Regions from separate parts of the Sus scrofa genome. Here region 2 is linked to region 1. Evidence: chromatin contacts called from public Hi-C data. All regions are on one chromosome and are shown on one strand. The core of a region is the stretch at or near the end of the contact, and the rest is flanking DNA. Distances in the headings are between cores, read along the strand shown.

Evidence for each region. Hi-C and Micro-C count contacts between places; a contact is called where the count stands out from the background.
Region 2: a contact with region 1 is called in a Hi-C map of liver, with 4 times the contacts expected there. The contact joins the enhancer-like site here to the promoter of PDLIM5 in region 1. A contact is called at or near these places in 1 of 5 promoter capture datasets (liver), 10 of 47 Hi-C or Micro-C datasets (embryonic fibroblasts, fetal heart ventricle, heart right ventricle and 2 more) and 2 of 2 datasets of contacts at active chromatin or transcription factors (alveolar macrophages and skeletal muscle).

The regions. Positions count from the first base shown.
Region 1 is chr8:125,257,760-125,263,312 of Sscrofa11.1, reverse strand. It overlaps PDLIM5 (PDZ and LIM domain protein 5), which reads left to right and starts at 3,344. Exons shown (of 18, transcript XM_021101756.1): 1 at 3,344-3,473.
Region 2 is chr8:125,208,662-125,214,978 of Sscrofa11.1, reverse strand. The region is part of intron 2 of PDLIM5 (PDZ and LIM domain protein 5); the gene reads left to right. Among named protein-coding and RNA genes, the nearest start is that of PDLIM5, 48 kb to the left of the region's middle. Within about 2 kb of position 2,973, at least 9 of the 83 cell types and tissues checked have an H3K27ac peak or open chromatin away from gene starts, as enhancers often do. A contact at or near this core is called in liver and skeletal muscle, where this site is marked.

The DNA of each region.
Region 1 (5,553 bases), core at 2,095-4,594:
TCTACTTCTGTCCCTAATTAGTGGTGTGCCCTTGGTTAAATGCCTTAATCTCTAAGTTTCTGTTTTTCCTTTGAAAAAATACCTACTTTATATGGTTGTAAGAATTAAATAAGATAATACACATAAGTCAAGAGCATATTGGGGGGTTGGGGGGGATGCGCTGAAGGTTTGGGATGGAAATGCTACAAAATTGGGTTCTGGTGATCATTGTACCACTATAAATGTAATCAAACTCACTGAGTAATTTAAAAAAATAAAAAATAAAATTTGAAAAAAGAATATAATACATGCATAATAAAGTTCTCTATTTGTTTTTTGTGATACATAAATAAATTAATTAGGAAAGTTTCATATGGCTACTATTTATTTAACATCTACTTAGGGCTAAGCATGCTGTGCAGTGCTTTATACATGTATGTGTGTGTGTGTGTCCTACTCCTGGTGATAACCTCAAAAGTTTATTTATCATTTTCTTTAAGAAACTGAGATAAGCTCTGGCTACTGCGATGCATGTTCTCATCAGAGAACAGCGCACACACAGTAAATTGGAGAATATGGAAATATTCCTGGGGAAGTGGCTTTTAAAAATTATTACTATTATTTTCATGGCTGTGCACATGGCATATGGAAGTTCCCAGGCCAGGGATTGAATCTGACCTGCAGCTTCAACCTGTGCCACAGTTACTGCAACACCAGATCTGCCAGATCCTTAACCTGCTGTATCATAGCAGGAACACCTAGGAAAGTGGCTTTTTTTTTTTCAGGCTGCACCTGCTGCTTGTGGAAGTTCCCAGGCTAGCAACTGAATTGGAGCTGCAGCTGCTGGCTTATGCCACAGCCACAGCCTCGAGGGATATGAGCTGCATCTGTGATCTATGCTACAGCTTGCAGCAATGCCAGATCCTTAACCCACTGAGCAAGGCCAGGGATTGAACTCGTATCCTCATGGATACTGTGTCAGATTCTTAACCCACTGAGCCACAACAGGAACTCCTAAAGTGACTTTTTAAAAATTTTTTTTATTATTTTATTTTATTTTTTGCTTTTTAGGGCCCCACCCGCATCATATGGAGGTTCACAGGCTAGGGGTCAAATCAGAGCTGCAGCCTACACCACAGCCACGGCCATACCAGATGCAAGCCTCATCTACAACCTACACTACAGTTCACAGCCATGCAGGATCCTCAACCTATTAAGAGAGGCCAGGAATCAAACCTGCTTCCTCATGGGTGCTAGTCAGATTCGTTTCCGCCGAGCCATGACCGGAACTCCCCAGGAACTCCTGAAATGACTTTTAAGCATTATGCTTGAATGATTACATGAAGGGGCTACTTGTTTAAAAGGTGGGCTCTTGGAGGCCCCCTGAAAGGATGCCAGTCTAGGTGGGGCCCAGGATATTGCAGTTTTAACAAGCTGCCTACGCCATTGTGGTGCTGTTGGTTCTTTGGAGGACACTTGGATAAATATCAATCTGCGGATCCTTGAATTTAATTCATTTTCCCTACACCCCAGACTTTAAACTGTGTGAGGAGAAGGCAGATTCAGAGGCAGGCTGACATCTGTAGGCCAACGCTGCATTTGTATCTGCATTTGTATCGGTAAGCAACACTCCTCTCATTCTCAACTCTTCTTCGTTACCTGAAGATGCCCAACCTCCAGTGAGACCTCCATACACTGCCTGCAGTTTCTGATGTATTATTTATTTATTGGGCCACGCCTGTGGTATGTGAAAATTCTGGGGCCAGGGACAGAACCTGTACCACAACACTGACAACCCCAGGATCCTTAAGCTGTTGAGCCACTGGAGAATTCCACTTCTTGATATCTTTAATCAATCTGAGTTGATTCAGGCTCAAATGAAATCGTGTCAGCAGCAAAGAGAGGAGAAGCAGACATGGGACTCTTAGAGGGTAATTCTGGCCATTGCCCTATGCAACTGTCACAAGCTGTAATCTCTTGCAACCTCAATTTTGTTGACTATGGATGGGATGAGATTTGTCTCCCAAAGTTACCGTAAGGATCCCTACACTGTGTAGCACATTGTCCATTTATAAATGGAAGCTATTGTTATTATTTATTTAATTATTTATTTATTTGGGGAGTGAAAAGTCAAATATGACAACATATTTTAACACATATTTAACCTTCCTTCCAACAGTCTTCTGGAGAATGTGATGAAAACTATGGACTAGCACCGTCCAATGAAAACATCATGCCTGTCGACATAGGTAATTTAAAACGTCTTAGTGTCATATTCAAAAAACAGGCAAAACTAATTTTAATTATATGTTTAACCAAACACTAAAAAATTCTTATCCTTTCAACATGCAATCAGTTTAAAATTATTGATGTATTTTACATTGTATTTTTTTATACCAAGTCTTCAAAATCCAGTGTGCATTTTTACACTTTCATTACAGCTCAATTTGGGCACTAAATTTTCAATGATTAAGTCAAATGTAGTCCTACCCAAATAATTTGTGTTTAACATAAGCATGTTACCCTGCTTCAGTTTTTAATTTAAAGCAAACTTGTGTAAAACAAACAATTCAGGGTCTCAGTCACAGTAGCCATGTTTCAAATGTTCACTAGCGGCTACCGTTTTGGACTGCATCTTCTCTAGAATTTCGTTTGTCCTTCTAGTGTATTCATGGACCTCGTGATCCGTGCTTTACATGTCACTTGGTTAAGAATTGTCTTTTTCACGTTTTATAAGGCAATTCACAGTTTTGAAGAAGCCAAAAAGTTACTTTCCATATGGCCACTATTCAAATTTACTTGTGAATAAATTCCTTGAGCTAAATCAAACAATCTTCTACAAACTGGAAACTGAACCACTGAGCTGGACTTAGAAAAGTAAGTTGAGGTTATAGTGGTTGAACCACTTTGGGCAGCTGCTCTGTATCTCGATCTTCTGGTTTGATCAGAGGACCTAACTTCTAATATTAAAGTGACTGATTTTCACCTTCCTGCTCAGTAAACTTCAGGGTCTTCACTTCTTAGGGCACACAAAGCTCTCTCAAAAAAACCAGGCAGTAGCCGCGGAACTTGCATACTGATAGGGATTTATCAAAAGCCCTCTCCTATTTTTAGCCAAAGCAACTGCTTGCCAATTCAGTTTCTGGAGAGAGAAATGCTTCCAGTACAAAACATTCAGGCGGGGCGGACAAAAATCCCCTAAGACTACTCCCACCGAAACTAGGTAGTGCAATTGTTTTTCCGCGACGGCTTCAGCTCGCCCCAGCAAGCCCGCGAGCTGGGCGCCGCCGCAAGCAGCCTGCTCCCAGCGCGGCGCAGCCCTGCCCGGCCCGAGGGCGTGGCCGGGAGCCGAGGGGGCGTGTCCTGGCGCGGGGGCGGGGCGGGTGGGAGGAGCCAGGAGGCGGAAGTTCCCGCGGGCGGCGGGGAAGGCGCACGCAACGGAGTCACTTGTCAGCTCTCGTCTGAGGCGGAGGCAGAGCCGCTGCGGCCCCGAGGTGAGTTGCCGTCCGCCGGGGATGTACGTCTGCGATCCCCGGTAGGAAGGAGGGAAAGAAGGGGTGGCCGTGCGCCGAGCGCTTGGGTGGACGCTCAGCTAGGGGAGAGGAGAGGCGCGCTGAGCGCTGGGAGGTTTCTCAGGTGTTTGCTGGACGCCCAACGGCTTGGGAGGAGAAGCGCCCTGGAAAAGGCGGCGCGGGAGTGGGCGCCAGGCCAGAGGACGGGCACCGGAGCCCGGGAGGGCCGGCACGAGCGCGGCGGAGGCAGGGACGCGGGACCCGGGCGCCCGGCGTGGCGAGCGCGAGCGCGGAGGGGCTCCCCGGGCACCCCCGCACCGACCTGCGATCCGGCTGCGGGGCGCCGCCGGGCACCCACCTAGGCGTCCCGGGGCACAATCGTCCTGTGCGAATCTCCGGGCGGTGTGGGTGGGAAGCGGGGCTAAACGGGAATGGCGTGTGCATTTTTTTTTATTTGCTCTCACGCCGAGAAGCGTGTATTTCCCCCGCATATTTAGGATTGTGTAACCTGTTAGGGGGAAACTTCCGTGCGTCCAGAAATAAAAGCTTTTTTAAAAAAACAAATCTGCCGTGAACGCCGGATTTATTAGTACTTGCGTACTTGTTGGGGCTTTTTAAAGGCTGTGCCTTCGGTTCGTTTGACAATAAGTGGAAAAAGGAAGGGCGTATGGACAGGGCAGAGCTTGGAAAGAAAATTCGTGGCTGCGCTGGGCAGGGCAGGTCTAGGGTGTGATCGCCAGATCCTATCCCAAGTCCGCCTTCCTGACCACGAGGACATCGCAACCCGCCTGGCCTCGGAAACAGCCGGCTCGGGAACCTTATTTGGCAAACAGGGCTAGGCGTGAACCTCTCCGCTGGCAAACTGTCTCGTCGCCTGCTTTCATCCAGTGCCTGTGGCTTTAGTTCTTTCACTCTATCTCCGCAGTCTCTGAGTCTGCGGAAAAAGAATCTCAAGATACTGCTTTAATTGCAGACTCTTCTTGTCACTCCCAGCAATTCATCAGGAGTTTTCCTTTCCCTCTTCCCACCCACCAAAGAAGCTTAGATAGAAGTGTGGGAAATACCAAGCTTCCTTCCCAAGTACTTGAGTGAAGACATCGTTCGGACTTTCCCTAAAGGAAATCCAGCACCATACAGAAGTTCCAACATTTTCTACATGTTTGAAAGCGGAGAGGCTGCTTGCTATTTCCTGCCTGCTTGGTATTTTAGGCAGACTTTGGGCATTAATAACCAGAGGAGAGACACCTGGAAAAGGCCAATAATGTTACCGTTGCTTAAGGGATCAGAATATTTTAAGGCAGGTGGAGCTAGCAAAGGGAGAATACTGGAAAGGAAATGACATGGACTAGGAATGAACTGACACGGGTTCCTGTAGTGTGGCCGTGACCTGGCCAGCGCTAGAAATTTTAATAACAAATGAGGGAAATCAGGAAGGAAACTCCAAGTAAGGGGAAGTTGCAGGTACATGGGTTAATATATGAATTAAATACATTTTCTTGTAGGGAACAATGAGATCAGAGGAAGTTGAGCCTGACTTTCACATTCTTCTCCTGACGAAGGTTAAAGATTAAAAAAGAAGGAGAGGCAGGCTGCCTGTGAAATATCTGTCGGCTTTATGCACTTTTAATTTGTGTTGTGAGCCATTATTAAAATAGTCTTTCTCTAGAAGTTCTCTGAAACTCTTTTATTACAGCAAGAAAGCAATTACATTATTTGTTGCCCCTTATGACGGCCTTACTGCTCATTTTTCACATACATCTAATAGTCTGACCTCTGGTTTGGCCTTTTCATCTTTTTAGTGCCTGTTACATCAGTACTGATGTAACATATTACCGCCTGGTAGTATGCTAGTGGAAAAGCCCGTTTTCTTTCTGGGTAGATGCAGTGAGGATTTTCACTGATTTTTTTTTTTTTAAGAGCTAGACTTGAAAGCATTTGTTTGTTTGTTTTGTTTTTTAGGTTCCCAGGCAAGGGGTCAAATCAGAGCCGCAGCTGCCAGCCCACACCACAGCCACAGCAACGTGGGATTCGAGCCACATCTGCAACCTACACCACAGGTCAC
Region 2 (6,317 bases), core at 1,724-4,223, 48 kb after region 1:
ATATTTTGTGTTAATATGTGTGCCTAAAAAGTGAAGCTATCTCTGTAGAAGACATTTCTTATGGTCAGGAGGCATATAAACTATTACTATTTTTACCTACTATATTATTTTTATCAACTGCTATGACCACAGGTCTTTATTAAATTAATTACAGAAGAGGAAACATAAAATGGAGAGAAAAAGTAATTATTTATATCTTCTCTCCCCATTGTTGAGAGTAAAATTAAGCTTTCATTTATTTATTTATATGTTTATTGAATCTCTAATATATTTGTAGGGTTCAAATAAAAAACTATAACAGACATACCTAGTAAATAACCTCTGTGTAACTTCCCTCTGCTCTGCATTTTTTTCTAAATTGAAGTTTCGTGGCAACCTTGGGTCCAGCAAAATCTGTTGTTGCCGTTTTCCCCAGAGCATTTGCTCACTTTGTGTCTTTATGTCACAATATTTCAAACTTTATTATTATATTTGTTATGGTGATCTGTGATCCTCTTTGACGTCACTCTTCTAATTGTCTGGGGATATGACAAACCATATCCGTGTAGAACAGCGAACTTAACCCATAGATGTTGTTATGTGTTCCATCAGCTGCATCCACCAGCCCTGCACCCACTTCTCTCTCCCTGTCCTCAGGCCTCCCTATTCCCTGAGACACAGCACTATTACCTACAAAATCAGTAAGTAACAGGAACCTACTGTTTAGTGCAGTAATGTATGAAGGTGTCTATTTCCCCACATCCTGGCAACACACAGTTACAGCTTAGCTCTCTGATAGGTGGCAAATAATCTTAGTGTTGACCAACTTTTTGTATCATCTATATCCATATCTATATCTATATCTATATTTTTTGGTGGTGCCTGCAGTGTGTGGGAATTCCTGGGCCAGGGATCGAACCCGAGCCACAGCAGTGACTGAGCCAAAGCAGTGACAACACAGGATCTTTAACTGCTAAGGCCCCAGGGAGTTCCTCCTGTGTTTTAAGAACTGTATATATTTTCTATGAGGGTAGACTCTTAATATAAAAACTTTGTACATAGAGAATCTAAATGTGATATGATTTTTTTTTTTTTTTTTGGTCTTTTTGCCTTTTTTCAAGCCACTCCCATGGCATATGGAGGTTCCCAGGCTAGGGGTCTAATCGGAGCTGTAGCCACTGGTCTACACCAGAGCCACAGCAACACGGGGTCACAGTCACGTCTGCAACCCACACCACAGCTCACGGCAATGCCATACCCTTAACCCACTGAGCAAGGCCAGGGATGGAACCCGCAACCTCATGGTTCTTAGTCGGATTCGTCAACCACTGCGCCACAATGGGAACGCCACGATTTTTTTTTTCTGAATAAGTTATTCTGCCTATCAGCAAAAGCAGCTCCTTTCAAAGCATCTAAAACCATTTAAGGGTGTTTGAAAAGTTGCAAATTTTATTAACGTCTGTGAATTCTTTCATTAATTTTTAGCCGAAGAGACATGTGTGAACACAGTTAACATTTTAATAGATCTTCCAAACTAGGGAGTCGATACCCATAATATCCAGCCCCAGGAAATTTTACGTAAGTTATGCATACATTTTTCTTTTTACACTGGGGAAATGATGGCGGAAGAACACCGAAAAAGTATAAAAGATAAAAAGGCAGAAATGACATTCGGGCTACTCAAGCTTTCATGTGTCATGAAATAAGCTGTAGCAACTGAGATGATGTTTGTTTTGTTTTGTTTTTTAACTTGATTTACTTCCACTAATTTTTAAAATATGAAGTATAAAGAAGAAAAATTGTAAAATTGCCCATAATCACGTTGTCTAATCCCTTCTGGTAATTCCTGTTGACACTTAGAAAAAAATTGTTTTTCTGAATTTCTAAAAAATCTTTTTTAACTCTCTCAAATATCATGATGTTTAAAGGCACGGAAATTGGTCTTTGATATTAATACAGTTACATTTAAATTTTCAGATAATTTGGTTTTTTGTTGTGTTTTTATTAAACAGATTGGAGATTTTGAAAAACTGGCTGTTCACAGATGCTTTGAGGAGCCATGCTCTCTGCTCTGTGTTAGTTCATTGATCAGTCATGTTTTATTGATCAATTCTTATCCCTCCCTCACCAGCCTCCTCAAGGAGACGCTCCAGTCATCATTCATGGGGGCGTGGGGTGGGGTCCCTGGGAAGATCCTCCCTCCAAGATGAAAGTGGCAGGAGGAAATAGGGTAACAGCCCCCCTTGGAAGGCGGACACTGGGCAGGCCAACTTCCCTCCTCCTCAGATGAGCCTATGTGTTGGGTTTTGGAGTAAGGGTCACTCAGTAGGAGAACTGCAGGGATTTTAAAGTGAAGAAAGGAAATTTTTGGGAGAGGCGACGGTGAGGGGGGAGGTCCCTCGCCTTCTGGCCACTTCTCTCTCTTCCTTCACTTCCTCTTTTCTGTTTCTCTTCCTTTTCCCTCCTGCCTCCTTCTCCTTCTGCTTCCTCTCTCTTTCTTTTTGGTCTGTATGGTTAGAAATTTTGACTGAAGAATTTTTCTTAAACTTGTGTGATGTATGGATACCTGTGTTTGGATACCTGAGAGTTAGGGTAGCAATTTAGAGCTAGCCTGGTCTGTCTAGGTAGGAGCGACAGCCCGATGGGATTTAGGAATTCAGCTGAGCGAGAGTAAAACATGTGCCTTTGGCTGGAGCGTGCAGCATGTTATCTCAGGAGGGAGAATGAGTGGCAGATGATGTGCCAGGTGGAAGGGCAGCCCAGCCAGGATCACAAGCTGGACTTTGCAATCACAAGGCCTGAGTTCCAGCCCCAGCACCGTGACCTCCTAGCTCTGTGACCTTAAAGTGATAACATAAATTCTCTCTTCATTTCCTCACTTATAGACTAAGAATGCTAGTACTTTACAGCCTCTTTGTGAGGTTAAATGAATGACTACCTGTAAAACATCTAACTCTCCAATGTCGCTTCCCCTTCCCTCCTTCTCTTCTTTATTATTAGCATCAAACCTGTTCCAGGCAGCATGTTGAAATAGATCTCTGTGTGGGTGTAGTGCCAATGTAGGTATGCCAAATATTTTGTAGGATGGGCACATAGTCAAGTTCCTTCCTTCCTACTTTGCAATTTTGTTGATTTTTTAAAATCAACAACAGACATTTGTGATACTCTCTTTTTGTTTTCAAGACTGGAGATATTAGATGTTGGATATTTCTTTTTTTCTTTCTTTCTTTTTTTTTTTTTTTTTTTTTTGCTTTTTAGGCCCGTACCTGTGGCATATGGAGGTTCCCAGGCTAGGGGTTGAATTGGAGCTACAGCTTCTGACCTACGCCACAGCCACAGCAACACAGTGAGCAAGGCCAGGGATGGAACTGGCAACCTCATGGTTCCTCGTCGGATTCGTTTCCTCTGTGCCATGACGGGAACTCCTAGATGTTGGATATTCTAAAATTATTTTTCCTACCCCTGTGAAACTAGGAGTCATAAACAGGCATCGAAAGATAAATTGTTAGAGTGGCAAGACACCTTATATCATCCAAACTACCTCCCTTTCCCTGCCAGTTATTTTCTTAAACAAGTGAACAAACCAGGGCAGATAAAGTCAGTGATAGGTGTATTTAGGTTTTTTGTATTTTTGAGGTTTTTTTGGCCATGCCTGTGGCATGTGGAAGTTCTCAGGCCAGAGTTGAACCCATGCCGCAGCAGCAGCCCAAGGCACTGCAGTGACAATGCTAGATCCTTAACCCACTGAGCCACCAGGGAACTCATTGGTGTACTTAGTTTTGAAAACAACTTTTTCGGATGTTAATTCAGTATTTAAATTATTACTACAAGAGCATTCCTTAACCTCTCTTTAGCCAGTAGAATTTTTAATTGAACAAGATGGGTATTTTTCACTGACCTCTCCCAAAATAATATATTATAATAACCTTTCATCATGTAGAAGGAAGATTTTTTTTTGGTCTTTTTAGGGCTGCCCTGCAGCATATGGAGGTTCCCAGGCTAGGGGCTGAATCAGAGCTGTAGCTGCTAGCCTACACCACAGCCACAGCCACGCCAGATCTGAGCTGCATCTGAGACCTACGCCATAGCTCATGGCAACGCCAGTTCCCTGACCCACTGAGCAAGGTCAGGATCAAACCTGTGTCCTCATGGATACTAGTTGCATTTGCTTTGGCTGCACCACAGTGGGAACCTGAAGAAAGATATTTTTGATGGTGCAACTTCGCATTGGGACCAAAATAGCAGTAATATTGTACTGGTCATACATGAATTTATTTCAGAGATCTGCTAAGTTTCTCCTCCTAGATGTTTGTGTCTGTCACTTGGTTACCAGAAAGAATTCTTTTCTTACCAATTAAACCACCCAATCTCTGATGATAGTCCTGTTTTAAAAGGCCCAAGCGTCTGATGACCTGTGCTAGCTTCGATATCCGAGACTCACTTTTCAATCTATCGGATCCTCAGGAAAGGTCATTCGAACCCCTGTCTCTGGACCACTTTGGAGTTCTACCCCTTTTAGGTTCTCACCCTGATCTGCTTGTTTCTCTGAGCTCCTTTATTGCCATTTGGAGTGATTACTGTTACATCTTTATGGAACAATATAACTCTCCTGTGTAGAGGTAATTCGTAATACCCTGAATAATCAATTTTTTCTGGCCTGGAGACCTACTCTCTTCTTTCTTCCATTTACCAGTGTCATCACAGTTTCACAGAAAGTTATTTTGCAATAATTTTGAAGCTATGCTTATTATTTATTTTAATAATGTACCTTTAGTTTCTCTGAACTCTAGCTAGAACGAAACTCATATTTCATTTTCTAGCATTTGTTACAGTAGAACAAAAAATGTTTGCAATCTAACTGAAGTAACGGATGTCTAATGAAAATCAGAGCTTCACGGCCGTATTACTGTCATGGAGGAAGACCATTTACCATGTGTGACTAAAACTGAGTCCTGGTCTCTTGCATTCTGGCTGTTTCCTCACCGATGAGTTATCGTGCACTCACGCTGTCTCTCCTTTTCAGAGTCATGTGTCTCCTGTACAGTACCCGTAGCATGTGGCTGTCTGCCTTCTGCTTGAATATACCCAGGAATAGGAATCTCATTACTTTGCAAGGAAATCATTTCATTTCTGGAATGTTCTGAATGTTTTCAAGCCCTTACTGTGCTGAGAATTGAAATCTTTCTTTCTGGAACTTGTACCCATAGACCCTTGTTCTTTCCTAGAGGATTATTAGATTCCTGGATTGTCGCTCAGATTTTCTGAGTCAGAATGCGTCTCAATACCTATCTTTTTTTTTTTTTTTTTTTTTTTTTAAGGGCTGTACCTGTGGCATATGAAAGTGCCCAGGCTAGGGGTCGAATCGAAGCTGAAGCTGCCAGCCTACACCATAGCCACACCACAGCCAGATCCGAGCCATGCCTGCAACCTGCATTGCAGCTCATGGCAAGGCCAGATCCTTAACCCACTGAATGGGGCTAAACCAGTGTCCTCATGGTTATTAGTTGGGTTCATTACTGCTGAGCCACAGTGGGAACTCCATCCATAACCTATCCTTTTAAAAAGTGCCCTGAGAGAGTTTGATCAGCCAAGTGTGGGAATCACTGCTTTGTAAACCACAGTAATTCTAGTCCACTATTGTATTATATACTCTGTCTTTACAGCACCATCTATTTTCATAAGAATTCCCGGTATGATACAACTTCTGGATCTTTTAGTCTTCCGACTATGGTTATTTCTCTGGTCCTAAATTACACTTAGTATTTCTTATATGGTCTGAACATATAGAATACAATAGGACTAACACTTTTCCTGAAATGGATAGTACTTTTTTTTTGTTATGCAATCTAAGACTGTATTACTACTTCATAAAAAAAAAAAAAACCCAACAGGCTGTCACTATTGACTAAAGGGATAACATAGCCTTTTAAAATCTCCCTGATTTTTGTGAGCTGCTTGTCAAGCCTTCCAAATGCTATTAACTATGAATTTCTTTGAATTTTTTATTCTTGAATCTAAACACTGAGTTATAGATTTATTCTTCTGCATTTTCTGTATCTTTATAAGGAATTTTTAAGTCTTTTTTTCCCACAACCCAGGATACTACTCTCTTTACCCTGTTTTTTTTTTTTTAACATTTATGAATTGGTATACATACCTTCTAAGTTTATAAAAAGTTACTGGAAACAAATATTGAATCATCTCCAAGAAACAGAGCTTGTGTTACTAACTCTTGTTTAAATTGAAGTATAGTTGACTTATAGTAGTGTCAGGTGTACAGCATAGTGGCTTGATATTTTTATGCTTTGCATGCTATATAGCGTTATTACAGTGTTACT